Linked DNA regions of Macaca mulatta: region 2 is linked to region 1. A link is a contact called in public Hi-C data. All regions are on one chromosome and are shown on one strand. Each heading gives the region's core, a stretch centred on a gene start, on an enhancer-like site or on the middle of the called end of the contact. The rest is flanking DNA. Distances are from core to core; before and after follow the strand shown. Region 1 holds the start of ITGB1BP1 (integrin subunit beta 1 binding protein 1). Region 2 holds the start of ASAP2 (ArfGAP with SH3 domain, ankyrin repeat and PH domain 2).

What was found. Hi-C and Micro-C count contacts between places; a contact is called where the count stands out from the background.
Region 2: a contact with region 1 is called in a Hi-C map of fetal cortex germinal zone, with 2.2 times the contacts expected there. The contact joins the promoter of ASAP2 here to the promoter of ITGB1BP1 in region 1. A contact is called at or near these places in 2 of 14 Hi-C or Micro-C datasets (fetal cortex germinal zone and fetal cortical plate).

The regions. Positions count from the first base shown.
Region 1 is chr13:115,402,351-115,406,592 of T2T-MMU8v2.0, forward strand. ITGB1BP1 (integrin subunit beta 1 binding protein 1) reads left to right here and starts at 1,836. Exons shown (of 9, transcript XM_028831987.2): 1 at 1,836-2,809. It overlaps CPSF3 (cleavage and polyadenylation specific factor 3), which reads right to left and starts at 1,661. Exons shown (of 20, transcript XR_013403070.1): 1 at 1,480-1,661.
Region 2 is chr13:115,622,442-115,626,683 of T2T-MMU8v2.0, forward strand. ASAP2 (ArfGAP with SH3 domain, ankyrin repeat and PH domain 2) reads right to left here and starts at 2,119. Exons shown (of 27, transcript XM_077960160.1): 1 at 1,665-2,119. The coding sequence starts at 1,823.

The DNA.
Region 1 (4,242 bases), core at 586-3,085:
GTCGCTTCATCTGCTAACTCAACTCTTTAGCTACAGCCATGAGGAATCTGGCCACAAGTTGTGGCCACTCTCACTTTCACATGTGCCACTTCCACTGCCTAGAACACCCTGGGCCCCCCAGTCTTCAACTCCTACTCATTCTTGAGGACTCAGCTCAAGCATCACATTTTTCAGGATGCATGAGGTATCCTTTTTTCCTCAATCTGTCAGAAATCCCTTTTCCATACTTTCACAGTGCTCAGTGCAATGCCTACCTGCCCTCTTAGATTAGCTATTATTTACAAAGCACCTACCGCGATCTTTACTCTTCAAGTTTTATCTCATTTCCACATGAGAAAACAGGTTTAGTGAGGTTGTTGTCCTACTAAGTGGTCAAGTAGATAACGTACTTCAGGTCTGACTTCAAAGTAATGGTCTCCTATTATACCAAAGTATCTCTCCAATACTTCCCACTGTGCACTGTAATTCTCTCCATAAGGGCGAGAGCAATTAACTGGGCCCTCCTTTGCATCTGTATCCCCACGTGTGGTGCTTGACACTTGACACTTGCTAAAGAATTGAGTTAGCAGATCAAGCGACAGTGTTTGCTCATCACAGGAAGACATGACAGGTGTGATCTAAGCAGAAGGAAACGGACTATGTCCCAAGCAGGTGCTCAATGAAGCCTTACTGAACGAATGTGTAAAGGAGATACTTTCTACCTTTTGGAAAGCGTATATTCATGTTGTGCCAACTAACATCTAACAATAAACATGTTGTGGGTTCGAAATGCTCATCTGTAGGAATCCAAGTTCCTACATCTCCCCTTCAGCATCTTGCATCTCCCCTTCAGCAGCATTCCCGACTGATGAGGACCATGTCCACTGAAAGGCCACTCTCCTTACGGACAGTCGAGGGCTGAGTTTTTGTCCCTAACACCTCTGCACTTTCTCCTCTCCAGCTTTACACCTTCCTTATTCTACTAGGACCTGAGCTGAGAAGATCGAAACTCACGGCACGTCCCTAATATTTTCTAACTTCTGGCACATGTGAAGCCCTGGTGTTAGGAAACAGACTTAATTCTTCCCTGCACCGCTGTAGCCTCATTCAGGTCCTCCTCTCATCCTGTCGATCATAAGCGTCACCGGCTCTCTCACGGCTTGCCCTGACGCGCAGAGATCCGTGCTTGTGCTAAGTGAAAACGCTTTTTAGCGTGTACGAAAAGCGGCCGGTGGCCCCGGAAAACTTTTTTTTTTCCGACTCCAACATACCCTCCCCTGAAACTGATAAAGAAGCAAAATCCCGTTCACTCTAGCAGGCCCCTTCCAATCAGTGGTCCTCCAACCCCTCGAGCCTGAGAAGCCTGGCCCGCAAGCGCGGACCAAAGGCAGGCTGCCGGGGACGGTGGGAGCGCGGGCGACGGAGGAGGCCAAAGTCTCCGGTTATCCCTCGCACCCCTCACAGCCCTGGGCCTCATTCCCTCTCTCGCTGGTCTCTTACAGAGGTCGGATCAGCAGCTGGTCGCTCTCCTCAGCAGGAATCGCAGACATCCCGAAAGTGTGAGGGCGAAGCGGGGGCGGGGAACAGGTCGCCGGGGTCTTCCTAAATTGGAAGGTAAATAAAGAAAGAAGAACCCCATCCACCAAGAGCACAACTTCCGTCACTCCGGAGCCCGCGGCACTAGACTCCTCCCCTCGACTTCCGGTTGGGGGACGTCCCTTGCGAAGCTTCCCACCACTCGGGGTCCTGGAACCGGGGGCGGGACGTCAGGACTGCGCCTGCGCTTAGTCTCGGAGGCGGGGCCCGGCGGACGTGGGCAGGAGCGTTGGAAAAGCCGGCGCTGGAGCGGGAACGGGAGTAGCTGCCTGGGTGCCGGAGGCCGCGGCGCTCCCACGCGGACCCCGAAGCCCGCAACCGGAGGATGGGCCCGCGGCTGCGAGGTGAGCGCCCAGCCCTCGTCCCACTCGGGGCCGAGCTCGCGGAGGCCTGACGGGAACACGGCCCCGAGAGCGGCGCGGACGGCCGGGAAGGATGGGTGGGGCCGCAGGGAGGGCGGGGGAGGGATGCCTGGGCTCCGGCTGCGTTCTCTGCGGGTCCGCGCTCCCGGGGCGCGGGTGGAGGCGCCTGGAACCGCGGGTCGGGCGTGGGCGTTGTGGACTGTAGCTTCCGGAGCCGCTGCCAGCCGGGAGAGGAGGCAAGGCGGGCAGCGCGGGCCGTTTCCCTGCCTCTTCCTCTGCCTCGTTTCGGCCGCCTCCCGCCTCTCAGGGTCGGGGTTGTCTGTCCCCTTCGCTGTCACATCCTCCGCACCCAGTAGGTGGAAGGTGCTCCATCACGGTGACAGACAGGTGCCAAGCAGGCTGGCGTCTGGGAGGAACTTTGGAGCCGGCTCTCCCTAGGCCCTGAGCTTGGCCCCATCCGTCCTTACCCTGGTGACCCTGGGCAGGTCACTGACTCTTCGGGCGCTTTGGCATCCTCGTTTGAAAGGGGCTGTTATCCTTCAGGCTTGCTGGTCAGTGAGGGTGAGAGGGATCTGTGCACCTAGCACCGTGCATGGCACGTGGTAGGCGTTTGGTACTTGGGAATTGCTGTTGGGGTGTCACAGACACCCCAGAAAGTTCTCGGCTTCAGTAAGCGCGTCCCCTGCCAGGCGCCCTGGCTGTGCAGAGAGGAGTCCCTGAGCTCCGCCTTTGACCAGCGTGCAGCTGGGAGAGTGAGATCAGAGACCACAGCAGATCGTGGCGCTGTGATCAGGGGTACACTGAAGCTGTGGGTCCCTGAGCCCAGCCTTGAGATCCCAGGAAGGCCTGCAGCCTGAAAGGGACCTTGAAAGGTAAGAGGTAGCCAAGTGCCTGAAAGGTGAAGGGTGTCCCGGGCGCTGCAAAGCAGGGGCGACTGGAGCATCGCCCTGAGAACCACGAGCAGCTTTGCCTTGCTGAGATCAATGAACTGTGCCCGGGTTGTGGAGGATGGAAGTGGAAAGGTGGTTAGGAGCTGCGTCCTGGAGGACCTGGCGTGTCCTGCTGAAGAACGTTGACTTTGATCTCTGACTTTGGAGAACCAGTGAAAGATTTTCAGCAGGCTAGTGGCATTAGATTTATGTTTGAAAGAAATCATTTTAATCGTTTTGGCTGCAGTGTGGGGTGGATTTAAAATGTTAGGGAATCCAGTAGGACAAGGTCCCTTACCCACGCAATATCCTTGGGTTTGTGAATTCCTTAAATTCATGCCAAATTTTGTATGGATGTATATTTTTGTAGGGTGAGTATCCATCACATTGATCAGATTCTAAAAAAATGGTGTCTGTGCCCATGGTCTAGGATGACATGGGGCCTGGTGGAGAGCTGGCTCAGAGAGCTCTTCCGGTGGGGTATACAGTGGGTCTTGGTGCCAGATTGGATATGGGGCCTGAAGGACAGCAAGGAATTCATGATTTCCTGGCTTCCCCCAGCAATAATAGAATTTCCTAACGGGGAGAGAAGAGGAGAGGAGCAGATCTGGAGGGGAGGATGATGGTTTCAGCTTGAGACATCTTTGCATTTGACGAGCCTGCGGAGCATCCAGTCGCCAATCAGGATCGTTGGCCTCATTTTGATGCATGAGTAATTTTGAGGCAAAAACGATTTGCTTGAGAACATGCATCAAAATTGCAGCAGATATCAAAGACTTTAATAAATGCTGCTTTTTCCTAAGCCCCCGGGTTGATGATGAAAAGAAAGCCTTAAGGAGTTGCTGAGGCATTGTGGTGTCATGATTTTCATATCAAGGGATTTGAGGAGACACTTCAGGATTGCACTAACAGTAGAATCACATTTTGTTTTTAAAATGTTTTGATTTAAAATTTAAATCATATTTAAAATTGTTACCTTTATGTAAATATGTATTTATATATACTGAAGTATCTGATGCTTAAATACGTTATATACATCAACATTTTAACCCATCAGCGCCATTAACATGGCACTTTATGCTGCTACATTAACCTCGTTTTGTGCAGGCCTTGGAATAAGGCTCTCCTGCCGTCTCTCACTGACTAGTGTCCTGTGCTGGTAAGGTTCTCCTTTGCAGCAATCACCCGCAGTCGTCTTCCAACGCATCTCTCTCTTTTTACTCTTATCCTATGGAGTTAGTTCCCTGCCTGGCAGCCAGGGTCATTGTTTAAAAAACAGAAGACACCTAATTGTGTCGCTAAACTGCTTTTTAAAAGTCTCCATTCCGGAAGATCACAGCAGATAAGCAAAAAATAAATAAAAAAACCTTTAGAGT
Region 2 (4,242 bases), core at 869-3,368, 220 kb after region 1:
ATAATATTTAACTGACAAACTGCAGTGGGGAAAAGCAACAGAACTTTAAACATAATCAAGCTTTCTAAAGAAAGACATCATGCACAATGCTTCCTTCCCTTAAGAAATATTCAGCTACCTTTTTGGTTGCAATCATTCCATAAACATTATTAATGGTGTATTCTCAAAACACTGTGCTTTTTAACCGGCACTTAGGAAAAAAATTCATTCACCCATCCCCATCTGCCTCATTTGAAGGCATCATTTTTAAGCCTTGCTGCTAAAAGTAGAATTAAGTGATCTGGGGAATCACCGAACTCATAGGAAAGGTTTACATGCAGCTCTCTTCCGCCAAATTAAATGGAGAGAAGGCAGGCTACCCAAGCTATATTAACAGCATTCAGAATGCTGAATCTGTTACTTTTGATTCCCTTTTATTGACTGTTTACAGCTACAAAGAAAAAATTTTTCCATTAAGGGAAAACATTCTGGATTTTTTTTTCAATTCTTAACAGCAGATGCTTTGTTCAAATGGGCAAAAAAAAGAAAAAAGAAAAAAGAAAAATAATAATGCCATTGCTTCCTTTAAAGCTCTTTGGTGACTTCCCCTCAAGCCTGCTAGCCCAGGCGTTTTCTGCTGAAATACCTGCAAAACCCAATTTTAAAACTGTAACCTGACATTCTGGCCAAGAGACATTTAATCATGGATTCACTATCGCCACATGTGTGGCTTATAAACCTGTTCTGAGTCGAGCAGAGTGCTAAGCACTTCACATAGTCTCTGATCCTGGAAAGGATGCATTACTAATCCCGTTTGGTGGGTAAGGAAAAGGAGGACTGAAGGTGACGATGTGCCTCAAACCACAGCCAACGGTGGCCCCTGGACTCACAGCCTGCCCATTTCCCCACGGTTTTAATTTTCAACCAAGCTTCTTCGTTCCTACGTGTTCCTCTCCCCAGGACCTGGAGAGCGTGCTAGTTAGCAGCTAGGCGTGATGACTTTGCACCTTGAAAGCACTTTACTAAAACCAGGCCTTTTCCAGGTTGAGGGGAAGGGTGGCACCCCGGATTCAAGCAGGTGAGACCCAGGTAACCGGGGAGCGGCTCCTGGAGGCCTCTTGGACCCAGAAGCGCCGACTCTCACACACCTTGCCCGCAGTTCCTTCTCCGGGCACGGGTGGAGCGCAGCCAGGCCGCCCTGGCTGAGGCGGGCATGCCTTCCCAGGCAGCCCGGGATGCCCCGGACCCGCGGGCCCGAGGGTGGGGGCCCTGCAGGGCTCGGGGACTGCGGCGGGGAGCTCGGAGAGCGGAGCTGCCCCCGCCGCGCCACTTCAAGAACAAGTTGGTAAGGTCCGCGCCGGGGACCAAGGACCCCGGGCGGCGGCGGGCGGCGGTGGGCAGCGGGATCCCCACAGCTCGCCGCAGACCCCGACTCTGGCCAAAGTTGGCCGCGCTGCGGGGAAAGGACCAGGCCGGGGAACCCCGCGAGGGCCACGAGGCCGAGAGAGGGGAGGTCTTACAGAGGCCCAAGGTGGCCATCACCCATCTCCTCCGAGCCACCTAGGCGGGAACAAAGGGCTTCTGTCTCGGGCAGGGTTGGCCCGGCCGCGTCCGGCTTCGGAGCAAAGAAAGTTTTCCCGGGATGCGGATGCGGGAGCGGCGGGCGGGGCTCGGGCGCGGGATACCTGCGGCCGGAGCCGCCGCACAGGCCGCCTCACCTCCTCGATGGCCGCCACGGTGTTCCGGCACTGCGCCGTGCGGGTGGTGAAGCTGGAGGCCGTGGGCGCCTTGTAGTCCTCATGGGTCTCGGCCACGAATTCCGACACGGAGATCTGGTCCGGCATCGCCTCGGCGCGAGGGCGCTGGCGCACGGCCGCGTGGGCGCCGCCGCCTCAACCGCCGCCGCGGGCTCCGACCGCCGCTCGGACGCCGCCGCTGCCGCCGCCGCTCCGGCCCGCGGACAAAGGGGAGAGGCGGGCGCGGGAGCCGCGCGGGGCCTGGCGGCGGAGCAGAGGCGGCGCGCAGCCCCGCGCAGCTCGGCCGGTCCGCCTGCCTGCGCGCCGAGGGCTCCGCGTCCGCCGCCGCCGCCGCGTCCTCTCAGAGCGAGCCCCGAGGCGGGCGCGCACAGCCGGCGGGAACTACCCGCCACCCAGCCGCGGGCCCCGACGCCTCCCGCGGAGAGGGGCGGGTCCGGACCGGGGGCGGCGGCCGGCCGGGCGTGGGGCGGGGCGGCGGGAGGACCGGGCCGCCAATCGGCGCGCTCGCCGCTGCCGCGCCGCCGGGAAGCGGAGCCCGCAGGAAGGAAGGCGGCGCGCGCCCCGGCCCGCCGAGCCGTTCCTGGCCGCCGCGCGCCGCATTGTCTGGGCGTTCGGGGCCCCGCGCGCCGCACCCATACCCCGCCCCCGGCCGGCGAGGGTGCGTGTGGAGGCCCCGACTCCGACCCGCGGCCGGCGAGGGTGCGTGTGGAGGTGCGCTCGGCCGGAGTCCGGCCCTGTGCGCGCCAACCACCCCCCGCCCATGGCGTGGAGCACCTCTGGGCTCCCCACTTGAACGGCGGGCCGCGCCGGCCCATGAGGAAAGCGGGGTGCGGAGCTCGCCCCCTGCCGGAGGATGCGCTCCGCCCGCGGGCACCCTGTGGGGACCACAGCCGGACGCCAGAAGTGACCAAACCGTGAATGTGCGCGTTGCGTGCAGTCATTGCATCCTCGCAGCCCTAGGAGTCAGATGAAGAGATGGGTGCTTATTTCATATAGGGGACACAGTGTGCCCAAGAGCACAAGATAAGCGGCCGGGTGGGGATTTAAACCCATGTCCCCTGACTCTAGTGTGAGTGCTTTAGAACGGTGAGGGACCCCTGCTAAAAGTCCCAGTCGCGTTTCCTAAGCTGCCCAGTGATAGGTATTCTCGGTTATAGTTTTAGGGTACTAGGCCAGGACCCACCTGGGAAGGCTACTGAACGCCCTGTAGTGGTATTCCTGCAGGCAGGGGAGGGAACCGAGGGGGTGCAGGAGGAGGAGGAGGGGGAGAACGTGCAACAGCAGCCAGCCAACCTCACAAAAAACCGGCCACTAAAGGGTTCGAACTGGTACCGATTTTCATTTACAGCTCTTAAGGAAATTCTCGGTTATATTGAAAAATCCAGAAGCTCTGAAGATACCAAATAAAATCACACCCTATAACTCTACACCAGACTTGTGGCATGGTTTCTGTAGCTGCCAGCAGTAAAACCAAGAGAAACTTTACAAAAACCTTTTGTGCATCTGAAAAGGAGGAAGTGTGAGAGACATTGGAAATTCAATATGTCAGACAAAGCCGTCTCCTGACACTGCAGGACAGTGGACCAAACAATCTTTTTAAAGCTCCCATGTAAGAAGTTGCTATATGAGGTGGCAGCTTGGGTCAGACATTATGTATGGCCTTTGGTATTTTAGTAGCACTGCATGTAAAATTTAACTTTCTAAAATCGCTGTATTCGTGGATAGCTTTTATCATTGCACTAGACAACAAGTTACAATTTAAAAACTGTGTCTGTTTCTTCTGATATTATTTCATCCTTTTGGTATCTGAAGTTTTCCTCTATTGGAAGCCTTCTACAATTCATGTTTTGTGTTTATTATTTATATTAATACATCTTCTGCAACACCAGGCAGATTCTGTTCCCTCCTAGCTAGTTTCCCAGTCACAGTTTTTGACATCAGGGAATATCCTGAATAACTTTTCAAGTCTTGATTTGTAGAGGGCTGGTCTCCATGAGGCTGTGAGGGATCTAAGAAAGAAAGTCGGGTTTTTCCTTGATGTCTAGTACAGCATTAACCAGACTAATCAATACTTCTACAAGGACAAAGTTAAGCTTGGTATTCTGTGTTCTCTCTTTATGTGCAACTCCGGTTCTTGTTTCTTTTAGTTTAATTTTGCAGGTACCTTTAGTAGCCTCAAAAAAATAAAATTGCAAAGCTGTGTTGCATTGAAAGGCTGGTGGAAAACAAGTAGTTACCAAGTTCATTGGTGGCCTAAAGAGGATACCAAATTGATAGAATGCTAGAACCATTTATTCCTCTATCATCCCTTAGAAATCTAACTTGCCTATTGCATAAGCCTAGAATTAAAGCAAGACCAGAGCAAAACATTGCTAATGCCTTTCTGAGATTAATATAAGAATGAGTAGCTTCCAGTAAATAACAAAATTAAAGTTCAACATGGATCAAGGAAACACTACACATACTCATTTTTTTTAATGCATCAGGGGAAGAAGAGTATGCTGAT